Linked DNA regions of Mus musculus: region 1 is linked to region 2. Evidence: chromatin contacts called from public Hi-C data. All regions are on one chromosome and are shown on one strand. Each heading gives the region's core, a stretch centred on a gene start, on an enhancer-like site or on the middle of the called end of the contact. The rest is flanking DNA. Distances are from core to core; before and after follow the strand shown. Region 1 overlaps Cask (calcium/calmodulin-dependent serine protein kinase (MAGUK family)). Region 2 holds the start of Nyx (nyctalopin).

Evidence for each region. Hi-C and Micro-C count contacts between places; a contact is called where the count stands out from the background.
Region 1: a contact with region 2 is called in a Hi-C map of the MNK3 cell line, with 6 times the contacts expected there. The contact joins the enhancer-like site here to the promoter of Nyx in region 2. A contact is called at or near these places in 3 of 39 promoter capture datasets (the C10 cell line, the HPC-7 cell line and HPC-7-derived erythroid cells), 1 of 484 Hi-C or Micro-C datasets (the MNK3 cell line), 1 of 115 datasets of contacts at active chromatin or transcription factors (DN3 thymocytes) and 3 of 9 other capture datasets (adipose tissue, liver and macrophages).

The regions. Positions count from the first base shown.
Region 1 is chrX:13,550,017-13,555,754 of GRCm38.p6, reverse strand. It overlaps Cask (calcium/calmodulin-dependent serine protein kinase (MAGUK family)), which reads left to right. Exons shown (of 27, transcript NM_001284503.1): 18 at 809-877; 19 at 3,314-3,382; 20 at 4,773-4,808. Among named protein-coding and RNA genes, the nearest start is that of Gm34836, 17 kb to the left of the region's middle. Within about 2 kb of position 3,299, at least 10 of the 459 cell types and tissues checked have an H3K27ac peak or open chromatin away from gene starts, as enhancers often do. A contact at or near this core is called in the MNK3 cell line, where this site is marked.
Region 2 is chrX:13,458,293-13,463,817 of GRCm38.p6, reverse strand. It overlaps Nyx (nyctalopin), which reads right to left and starts at 2,728. Exons shown (of 4, transcript NM_173415.5): 1 at 2,335-2,728.

The DNA of each region.
Region 1 (5,738 bases), core at 2,050-4,549, 91 kb before region 2:
TTTCTTACCAACCAGATATTTACAGAAAACCTCCCCAGTACATAGTCGTGTGAACTAGTGTCTCGCTGACCTCAAAAGGTTCCTGATTAACCCCATTAGAAACCTCTTTCCTGTTTAGCTGAGTCATGGCCAGCTATAGTGTATCTCTCTACGACACAAAGAAGAGGAAGGCCATTATTGGCTATACTCGAAAAAATCCATACTGAAATTAGACCTTCAATAAAAAGCATTGACATCTGCTGACAGACCCCCATCTATGCTGGGTTGTAGCAAACAGAGGGAAGCATTTGTTTTATGCCTTGAGTCCTCCCTGCTATAGTACAGCAGCTTCTCGTGCGGTAAATACCTCTTAGGCAGGAAGCAAGCATCCCGGGCTTGCCGTAATCAAAAGGAATGCCAGAATTAATAAAGTATAAAAGCAATTTTATGTTGATAGCATCTGAGAGTAGCATATTAAATAGGGATTTTATATAAGTACTTATTCTCTTCTTCGGGTCAGTGTATAGTCATTTTTGTAAAGCATATCATTTCGACCGTTTTGTATTCATGTGTACAAAAGATAACCATCAGAGATCTTGGAGACCATTCATTGCTAGATACAAGATAGTCAGCCTTGACTTTGAGGGATCTTTCCCAGAAAACTCTACCAGTAACCTGAGTGTTTCCTGCTTTATAATTAGGGGTTTTTTAGGGCTGAGTGCTGTCAGGTGGTGTGGACTGATTACACCCACACATTTTGAGTGGTTTCTTCTGTGTTTTTGTGTGCAACATGTGTTTGCATGAGAACTCTCCTCTTTTCTTCTCCCAGAGGGAAATGCGAGGGAGTATTACCTTCAAGATTGTGCCAAGCTACCGCACTCAGTCTTCGTCCTGTGAGGTAATAAGTCTAACAAGCCTCTCCTACCCCCAACCTCCCCCATCTCCTCTGAGTTCTTAACTAACTGTCTGCTGATGGCTGAATGTTTTTGCTTTCTGGGAAATTGTTTCTGCCTGTGCTGTTAGATCACTGCACACCAATTTTACAACAAAGATAACGGAACAGAGGAGGTCCCACCCACCTCCTCAGCCCTACTTGCATGTAGATATCTTCAGCCTTTTTGCAGCAAAATCAAAGCCAAATATAGAAAAGCTACAATAACATAAAGCTTGATAACAAAAAGAAAGAAATCCCTGAGACAAAAAAAAAAAAAAATACAGCAGTGTTTCCAGGAAGTCCATTCACTTCCCTTGTTAAGATATCCCACAGGTAGTTCTTCTTTCCAAGAGTCAATTTCTGTTGAGGTATCAGTGTTTAAATGAGTGACAGGTCTCAAGATGAGACCCTGATGAATTGGTAACTGACTTCACTGAAAGGACACAGGCTCCTGTGACCTTTCTGCATATCTAAAGTGAGAAATGATCTTTTGTAGAATAATGCCCCCCGTGTTTCTGAAAACAGACTGTCCTCTGGCAATTAGAACTCTTTCAACTTACGGCTTTATTTTTTTAGTTTTATTTTGCTTATTATAGTCAAAAATCTATTCTTTCTATATTGGGAGACATAAATTATCATAAACAGAATCATTCTTTGGTTGTAGCACATTCAGTTCAAGTGTTACTTATTAAACCTTATTTTCCAATTTCCCTGTGGCTCTTCCAGGTATGTTAATATGAAGTGTAAGAGCTGGGAATATAGCACAGCGAATGCTTGTTTGGCATGTGTGAGTCCCTGGGTTCAATTTTTATCACTGCAAATAAATAGATATGAAGTGTACATTTTCTAAAGCTAAGTTTTAAGGGCTGGTAGCTGACTTACTGGATCTGTGCTTAAGAAAATTTGAAAGAAAGATTATACTTTTCAAGTCTATAGTGGTGCTACAAACTTCACAAGAAAACCAAGTACAAGGTTCAAGTAGATTTTAATTGTCAATTAAAGTGTCATATTTTATTGGGTCTTGAGCTCCTCTTGGTGACTTCCTAAGGAATGTCAATTAATAGTATATTTCAAAAATAAGCAGCACTGCTCCAGCTTCAAGATTCAGAGCATTAAGTTTTGTTACTTAGAGTATAAACCTGTCCTGGAAAGAGAGAATGGCATACATGCATGAAGACATTGAATAGATTGGATTGGGGGTGGTACTAACCAGAAGATATTGTTAGTTATGAATACAAGTTTCTCCTTTTTTTTAAGTTGTTGAACTAGTTTGAGGGAGACACCAGTATCATATATATAAAATCTACACCTTTAAATATTTGAAAGAAATGATTTCCTCCTCTTAATCTGCTCATAGATACACGACTTTTTTTTTTTTAACCCACCTGGGTTGGACTCTTCTTAGCTGGGCAAGGCTTCTCTAATAAAGGCTCTCATCCACTTCCCCCAGACCCTATCCCTACTGATTTGAATCCCTAAGGGTGACAAATAGAGATCAATCCACTGCATAATGTTTGAGAATGTTCCTCTAAAGGATCTCATTCTATTTCAGGCTAACCAATTCCAGAAGTATTCTTTCAATATCCTAGAGAGAAACATATCTTTTGGACAGAAGTGGATACAGAACTCTACACATGAAATGTCTTAAAGGACTTAATTTCTTCTTCTGATAGTTCTTTTTATTAAAGTTGTCTTAGACACTAAGGAACAGAACCTGAAAAGGATTAGGAGTGGGTTGAACAGCAAAGAGTGTGGGCTCCTGGCAAGTTTGGCCAGAAATAGAGCATTGTTGCTTGGAGTCACTGTCTTACTCAGTCTGCTAAAATGTTACAAAGAAAGAGATTTGCTTTCTGGTGCAACTTTCTCTTTTTACCCCATTAGTAATATTTATTCTAGAAAGGTCTAAGATGATTACAATATGTAAAGTCTTTCTCTTAGGCTCATTTACTTTCAGTGGAGTTATTTGGTAGTTCTTGACAGTGGGGTACCTAAGAACAATAAACTACTTCTCAAACCCATTGTTTAACCTATTCAAAACTAGGCAGTTGAGATCTTCAGTACAATAGCACTATAATATTTATTGTTGTGTGCCCTTTGATAAGTTTTTAATATCACTGTCCTGAGATCCCAATAAAAAGGCAAAGATTGTAGAATTTGGGATACAGGAAAAGAATAATCAATAATCAATGACAGCACAGCCCTCACTAATAATATGGGAACCTTCAAACTGCAAAAAAGTATTTTTATACTTCTGTGAAATCATATAAGTAGGTCAGCATGACACCTTTTATAGCATTAACCTCAGAGGAAATAGTTGTCAGACTGTGGTTGGGACTGTTGATGTGAATATCTGTTTCTGTGCTAGTGCTCTGTGTTAATGAACCTTGTGTCTTATTTCAGAGAGATTCCCCCTCCACTTCCAGACAGTCCCCTGCTAATGGTCATAGCAGCACTAACAATTCTGTTTCGGTAAGAACTCTAGCTCCACCCAGCCAAGTGTGACGATTTTGTTGGTGCTCACCTGCCATGAGTGTTTAGTTCCATGTGTTCAGTGGAAAGATTGTCTTCTGCAGACGCACATGGCGACTGCAGCAGCCTTGCAGTTGACTCCTGGAAAACCTCCCTCAACATTTCCTTCTTAAAAAATCAGTCACATTTGAAGAAATATAGTTCAAGACTGCTGTAGTTGTTCTAAAACTACCTCTCAGCCACCCCACCAATACGTATGGCTGCTCAAAGGATATAAATAGAAATGTGTTTAAATTTCTTTAAGAATTTTTTAATTTAAAATGATAAATGTAAGGGATTTTTGCAGAATAAGCATTTGGGTGTTCTTGGGCTTCATAGTTTTCCATTCTGAGGGATATCAGCAACGTCTTTTAGTTTCCGCTATCTAAGTTTACGAATTGGTGTGCCCTCTTGTTATTGTGGTACGTGCACATATTTTTGTGAATTTTAAGCCTTGCCTGGATATGAAAAGCAAAAGGAGCTGGCTTCAAACTGCACTTAAGCCACGCTGGTATCACATCTTTAACACAAAGTACATACTTGACTTAAACTTGGAAAGTTGCCATTTTTCAGAACTCTCCATTTTGGATTACAGAAAGAATCATTTAGCCAAACAGAAGCATTTATGTGCATGGGTTTGCAGGTTTGGGGGATAGCCAAATCTTCTCTGAAGTTGCTGGTGCTGCTGCCTGTCACCCTGCTGTAATTATAAGGCCTCTAAGAATGCAGCACTGTTGCCTTTTGTTCTGACTTTTAATTTGCCCTTTAAGAATATATCAACTTTCTTATCCAATCAAATCATTAGTCATTCAAAGACCATCTCAAATGGAATGATATCCCAAGTATCTAAGTAAGAGAAATTGTGTGAGAAAATTGTTTATAACTGTGTTTCCAATGTGAACCTAGGTTCTCAAAGAATTCCTTTTTAACATTAACATGTAATGCTATTAAGATGGTAAAAAATCCATAGAGCCATTAAAATTTTCAAAATCTAAACGGTTGCAATGATGAAGTTGAAAAGGACAACCGTTCTTTTGTACTCAGGGGGTTTTGTAATAGGCTGTTTGAACCGCAGTGGCTTTTGTGTTGAAGATGCTGAGTTGTTTCTTAAGAACACATTTTCTCTCTGCTTCAACTTACCTGCTTTCTTCAGCTTGCTGCTAAATGGCCTGGGTTTGATTTTTTTTTTCCTAATAACTCAACATTTCTAAGAAATGTAATAATGTATATGATCTCTTTACAACTTAAATCTAGTTCATTTTTAACCATATTGTAACAAAAACACACAAATTACTTTGTACTCTTGACAAGTAAATGAAAATTTTTCTCCTGGGTTGGCTTTATTCTACAGGACTTGCCATCAACCACCCAACCAAAAGGACGACAGGTGAATAGATACCCTCTATAGAAACTTCTCTAAACCAAGCTAATAGCTGATCCTTTATTAACCCTTTCCATCCCATAATGTCTGCATTTTGGACCATAACATTTGAGCATTGAAAGCTTGTACCATTTCATTTTAACACATTATACATGACTAATTCTCTATAAAGATTTTTTTTCCTCACATCTCTGTAGCTGTGATGGTTATTGTAATTACAAGCTGATCATTTTTTGCTGGCAGTAAAGAGGTTTTAGCCTTAGAGAGTCTTACCTGCCTCTGGTGCATACAAAATTCATAGAATTCTAAGTATGACTAAGTCACGCCCTAATGAACAACTTAAGGCACTTTTCTGACATTGAAATCTGAATTAAAATTAAATTTCTACTTGCTTGTGTATCTAAAAGTTACATACGATGAAACAGCGTCAGTACCTTGGTCTTCACCCTAGTATGCCTGTGCTAGTTTAGAAATGCTAAGTGCTGTCCAGCATCAGCAAGCAGCTTTCAAACAGCCAGCGCTTTTAAAGCATACATTTTAGGTACAAATGCAGAGATTCATTAATTTTAAGGGTTGGGTTGCTAAAATGAAATATCACACAATAGTTCCAAAGCCTTCAGGTTGGTTTTACCATGACTTAAATGGGACATTCAAGCTTAATATCAATAGAAATATCATGAGAATGTTTTTCTTGAAATGTAATGCTAAAAAAAATACTAAATCTGATTTTAAGTTAAGAATTGTATAAATTAATGATTAGTAGAATATCCCCACAGTTTAGTCTTAGGATTTCATAACTGGGGCAACCTTGGATATAGATAGTGCCTTATTTTAAAGCACTTAGAATTCCAGTCATTCATAAAACCCTATGTTATAACCCCTGTCTGCTAATGTGTCTCCTCAATTCACATACCATAAAGCTCTAGGCCTTGAACC
Region 2 (5,525 bases), core at 1,479-3,978:
CAGAGAGAGAGAGAGAGAGAGAGACAGAGACAGAGACAGAGACAGAGACAGAGACAGAGACAGAGACAGAGAGATGGAGGATAGGACATATTTTATTCGATGGTTAGTTAGTTAGTTAGTTAGATCTATAACTTTCAAATATTTAAAACGTCCAAACGTTTAGACACGTGGTACATGACCCTCCCTGTATACTCTAACCCCAGATCCCACAAATATTAGAGGCTAGCCTATGTTTGCTATCTAGGTGGAGGTGTTCAACTGTTTGCCTGAAGTGAAGCCTGTGTGAAAATGAGCGAAGGATCTAGAATAAAAGAACTAGGATAAAGATTGGCCTTTATCCTGCCTTTTCCTCTCACTTTCTGGTCTCAAATGGACTCCCTGAAGTTCTGTGCCTCATAGTCTAACCCAGACTCTAGATTCCTCATGTAAGGAAACTAGGGCTCAGAAACTGCAAGAGACCTGTTGCTCAAGATGCCAAGTGTTGACATAAAGGAAGTAAGAAAATAGTTTATTCTGAGTCATATGGCCTGGGAACCTTGAATGTCACATTCCACAGTAGAAGAGATGACATGAACTGTATAGTCACAGAAGAATGTAAAGTTGTAAGTCAATAAACTTTCAATTACATTGGTAGGAACATCATGTAGCCTGGCAACTGCACAGCCACAAAGCTGCTCCATAGGTATGTGTCATCTAGAGTGCTTTGTTTTAGGGTAGGTGGAGGTCAAAGGTCTGCTAAGTTCTGTGATATACTGATGAGGGCTTCTCTGAACAAGAACGTTGGGCCAGGAGCCTGTAAAATGGCTCGGCTATTAAGAGTGCTTGCTGCCAAACCTGATAACCTGAGTTGGATTCCCCCCAGACCCATATGGTGGAGGGAGAGAATCCTGTAAGTTGGTTTTTGATTTCCACTCATGCAAGGTGGCACACACACCTACACACACAAATACAAACACTTTTTTTTTAATTTGTAAAGAATTTAGGTCATGGCTGGGAAGATAGCTTACTCAGTAAATCTGAGTTGGATCCCCAGAAACCACATTAAAAAAAAAAAAAAAAACAACCCAACATGGTAACAGAAACAGACAGATCACTAGCCAGCCAAGCCAGCCAAGCCAGCCTACTTAGCAAGCTTCAGACAAGTCTCAAAATAAATCAATTGGATGTCTTCTGAGGAAGGGCACCCAAGGTTGTCTTTTGGATTCCACATGCACTCCACAAGTGCACTGGTGGGCATGAGCCATCCATTCACGTACACACACACACACACACACACACACACACACACACACATGTTGGGTCAGATATAAAAAAATAAAGTAAATGGTTATTAAAGGTTCTAAAATAAGTCAATTTTGACTCTCCTCTTTTCACAAAATTCCACACCAAGTTGTTCTAATCAGACGAAGCTTCTTCAGAAAACTTGAGGTTACAATGCTGAAGGCAGAGCAAGGAATTGGTCGCCTAGGTTATGGTTGGTTTTTGTTGTTTTGCTTTTGTTGTTTTTTTTTTTTTTTTGTTTTCTCTCCTGAGATTCCAGTAAGAAGCCAAAGAGTCACCCTCACTGCCTATGTGAGATCAGGATGAGGCACCCCTAAACTGCCTTAGCTGAAACCATCCTTTTGTTGGAATCCCTGGCTCCTTGTAGGGCTGGGGGAATCGACCTGAATTCACAGCCTTAGCTCTGGACTGCAGCAGGGGACGCTACTTATTCTGCTGACTCTCAGAATGACGTCACCCCAAGGACAGGCCCAGACAAAGTCGGGATGCAGGCTCGTACCGGATTCCGGGTCCTGCGCACAAAGCGTGCCTTGGCGGTCGGTCGTAGAGGGGCAGCTGGCCACGAGTCCCCAGTATGAACGTTTAAGTCCCTATTCCTTCCCACCTCTCTGGATTTCGAAAACTAGTTCAGCTCGCTAGCCCGGGTTAGCAACCACTCGTGACGCACCAGGGGACTTTTTCCCTCTCAAGGTCACGTCCTTGCGAAACCTGGACAGCCACTGCGGGTAACCCGTGCTGCAGCCCCGCCCGCTCCCAAGGTCTGGTGGGGCGGGGCATCCGAGCATGGGCCCCGCCCTCCCAGGCTTGCCCATCAGAGGGCGCTGAAGCTCCAGCGCTGGACCAGTGCCACCGCAACCTATCTTATCGTCCCCGCCAGGAAGCAGGCTCCAGCATGGCGGCGCGGGGGCGGCTGCCTGGCCCGGAAAGGCCCGGGGCACGCCTGAGCCGGAAATCTTAGTCACGCACCTGAAGTCGCTGGAAGGCTAGCTGCCCTGGTCAAAGGACAGCCTGCCAAAAGTCCCTCTGGAGAGGGTCCTTCAGTGACCTACTCACCTGACTGACCCTGGAGTCAGGAGGGTGGATAATAAGCCAGTCTGACACAGCACATAAAGGGTTGGCCCAGGATTTCTTCTGCTGTGCTTCTCAACAGACTCGCTGCCCTAATACTCCAAAATGCACGTTCCAGGAGCTGCATGTGAAATCGCCACTCTCTGTGGCCTCCAAAAATAGAGCTGTAGGCCCATCTGCCTTGCCCAAGGAAAAGACCCAAACTCAATGCAGCAGGGAACTGCCAAGTATCAAATCAATGTCCCAGTCTCAAAGAGGCCTCTGAAACAATGGTTGATGGCGCTGACACATGCTAAGAGGTGAAAGAGGTCCTGGGACAGGTTTCCTAAGCCACCAGCAGCACGGCCAGACAACAGTTGAAATCAGTAGTTATGGACCTAAGGAGCTAGAGGCTTTAGAATAAAATGTTAGGGGGAAGAAAGGAATTGTTCTGATCTGTGATCAGAAGGACTAGGATAAGAGGAATTGGGCAGAGTCCCAGGAGTGAAGGGTTAGTCAGTCCATAGCAGAATTGCTGCATTTTGGCAAGTCCGTTCTGAAAGCTGAAAGTGAGGTGACCTTCAATGGGTAGTCTTCGGCACACAGGGCAACAATGCAGTGCAGCAGATTTGTCCTTTTCTTTGTTGATTTAGCTGGAAGCTGTCAGTTAAAATAATCTCATCTGATCTCTTCCTCCATTCTCTGGCCTGTAACTTAATTTAGAGAGTTTCAGAATTCTCTTATCACAGGTATTCAAGGCAGGCAAAAGATCCCGGAACATCTGATTTCAGAAGACAAGCCATCGAAGATACCTGAGTCTGTGCAATGTTGAGCCACCAGGCAACTGAGTCTCTGCTGATGACCTGTCAGAAAAACAAATGCTGGGAGAGGCTTGGGCCTCCCTGCTGCTCTCAGATAGGCACCTTTTGCCACTTAGAAAATTAGTGTTTGACAGACATACACGAGGCTAGAGCTTGAAGCTGACCAGCAAAGAAAAGATACAAAGGCTTCCACTTTCCACCTGTCAAAGGAATGGATCTAGGGACAAAGAAGTCTGTCGGGCCTGAGATGGGATGGGATCTTCCACCCCACAAAACCCCTGAGGCGTCTATTTGAAAAAATGGGTGAGCTTTAAAACATTTTCCTCACCTGGACTTGAATTTAAAATCCTGTTAGGTTTGAGAGTCGCCTTTCCTGGATACATGTGGCTACCGTTCCTCGTGAAAGAACCCTCTCCTTACAGCAAATGGAGGCTACCACAGAAAACCACAACTGGAGCAATAGATTCTAGGGAGCTCAGGCCCAATGGATACACCTACACCACCACTCCTGCATCTATGACTCAGGGAGCATCGATGAAGAGAAGGAAGTCTGCTGTGAAATGGTCTCTCCTACAAATGACTGCATAAACAAACCAGAACAAAGGTAATATCACAGACATGTTCTCAGGGAAGGGGAAATCCACCAGGCCCCATCCTTAGGCAAAGAGCTACCTACAGGCAACTAATGGCTTTGGGAAAGATGACTAGCCTCTCCCAGTAATGAGCATCCTTAATTGGTTGTCTAATGCAGAATGGTCAGCCTTGAACACACATACACACACACACACACACACACACACATCACCAACAAAAATGGACTGAGCAGGTTGGATATGTGTGTGTGTGTGTGTGTGCACACGCGCGTGCATATTTCATACTCACATGCACACAAATATGTATGTAACAATAAATAAAATATGCTATCTACTTAGGAGTATACGAGGACATAGGAGGGCATCAGGGAAGGGTAGCTGGAAAGTGCTAGAGGGAGGAAAGTGGTATGATTCTATTTCAATTATAAACATAGTTTGAAGTAAAATTAAAATATATATAACATTATAGAGAGTATATCATTGGTGGTACGACTAACAATGCATAACTAAAAGCCCGCACACAAGAGGCTGAAGCAGAAGAACTGTATTTGAAGCCACCCTGGATTATATGTGACTCTCTTCCCTTCTCTTCTCTTCTCTTTTCTTCTCTTGTCTTCTCTTGTCTTCTCTTGTCTCCTCTTCTCTCCTCTCCTCTCCTCTCCTCTCCTCTCCTCTCCTCTCCTCTCCTCTCCTCCCTGCTCCTCTCCCCTCCCCTCCCTTCCCTTCCCCGCTCCTCTCCTTAACCCTCCCCTCCCCTCCCCTCCCTTCTCTTCTCTTCTCTTCTCTTCTCTTCTCTTCTCTTCTCTTCTCTTCTCTTCTCTCTCTGTTATACACATTCATACATGCATGTACATTGTTATAAATATACATTATATATAAATGATTTTATGTTTCTAAAACGTGGAATGAAAAACAAAGATATATTGGGACAAAGAAGATGGCTGTGGAGAGAGGTAAAAGCAAAGCATGAGGCCCTGAGATCAAACCCTCAGCACCAACATTAAAAAAAAACAAACAAAAAAAAAAACCCCAGATACAGCTGCACATGACTGTAACCACAGCATTGAAACACAAGTGGATCCTGGGAGCTGCTTGCCCAGCCCACTTACCTGAACCCGCAGGTTTCCTGTTCAGTAAGAGATCTTTCCTAAGCAAAGCAACAAGGCTGAGAGCAATAGAGAAAAACATCAAACATCCTGCTCTGACCATTACTTCTGTGCACCAAGCATGTACTACACACAGACAACACACACAAATAAAAGAAATAAAAACTCTGTTACAGGGAACATAGACAATCTGGGGACCAGGGTCCCCTTATCTTAGGAAAGAATCGATTAGCATGCCTCATTTACATTTACATGTGTTCTAGGCATTGTCCTATGACTTTTTATAAATTGTAAAATGGCCAAAGGCTCACTCGGGAGGAATTTAGACTTCTCCACCTCCCCATTTGGCCAATTTGTAAATAAATCATCTTTCTTTTACCAATGTCTGTAGCCAGGCTTTTGGCCACTTTGTGGGTTCTTTTTTCTTCCACCCTTATTTCATCCTTTCAACCCCCCAACATTAGGTAGGAGTGAAAAAAGGATAGGAGGGAAAGGGGGCCATTATCAGTAGACTGCTTCCTGCTCACTGGGGTCAACAAGTTCCTTGGGGAAAGTTTGTTTGTCATCACCAGGATAGCTAATTCCTTCTCATTTTTTTTTGTTCATGATCACTTGAAAAACCACAATATACAACACCCAACAGCATCCAACCACCAACCACCCAGTCACACTATTGA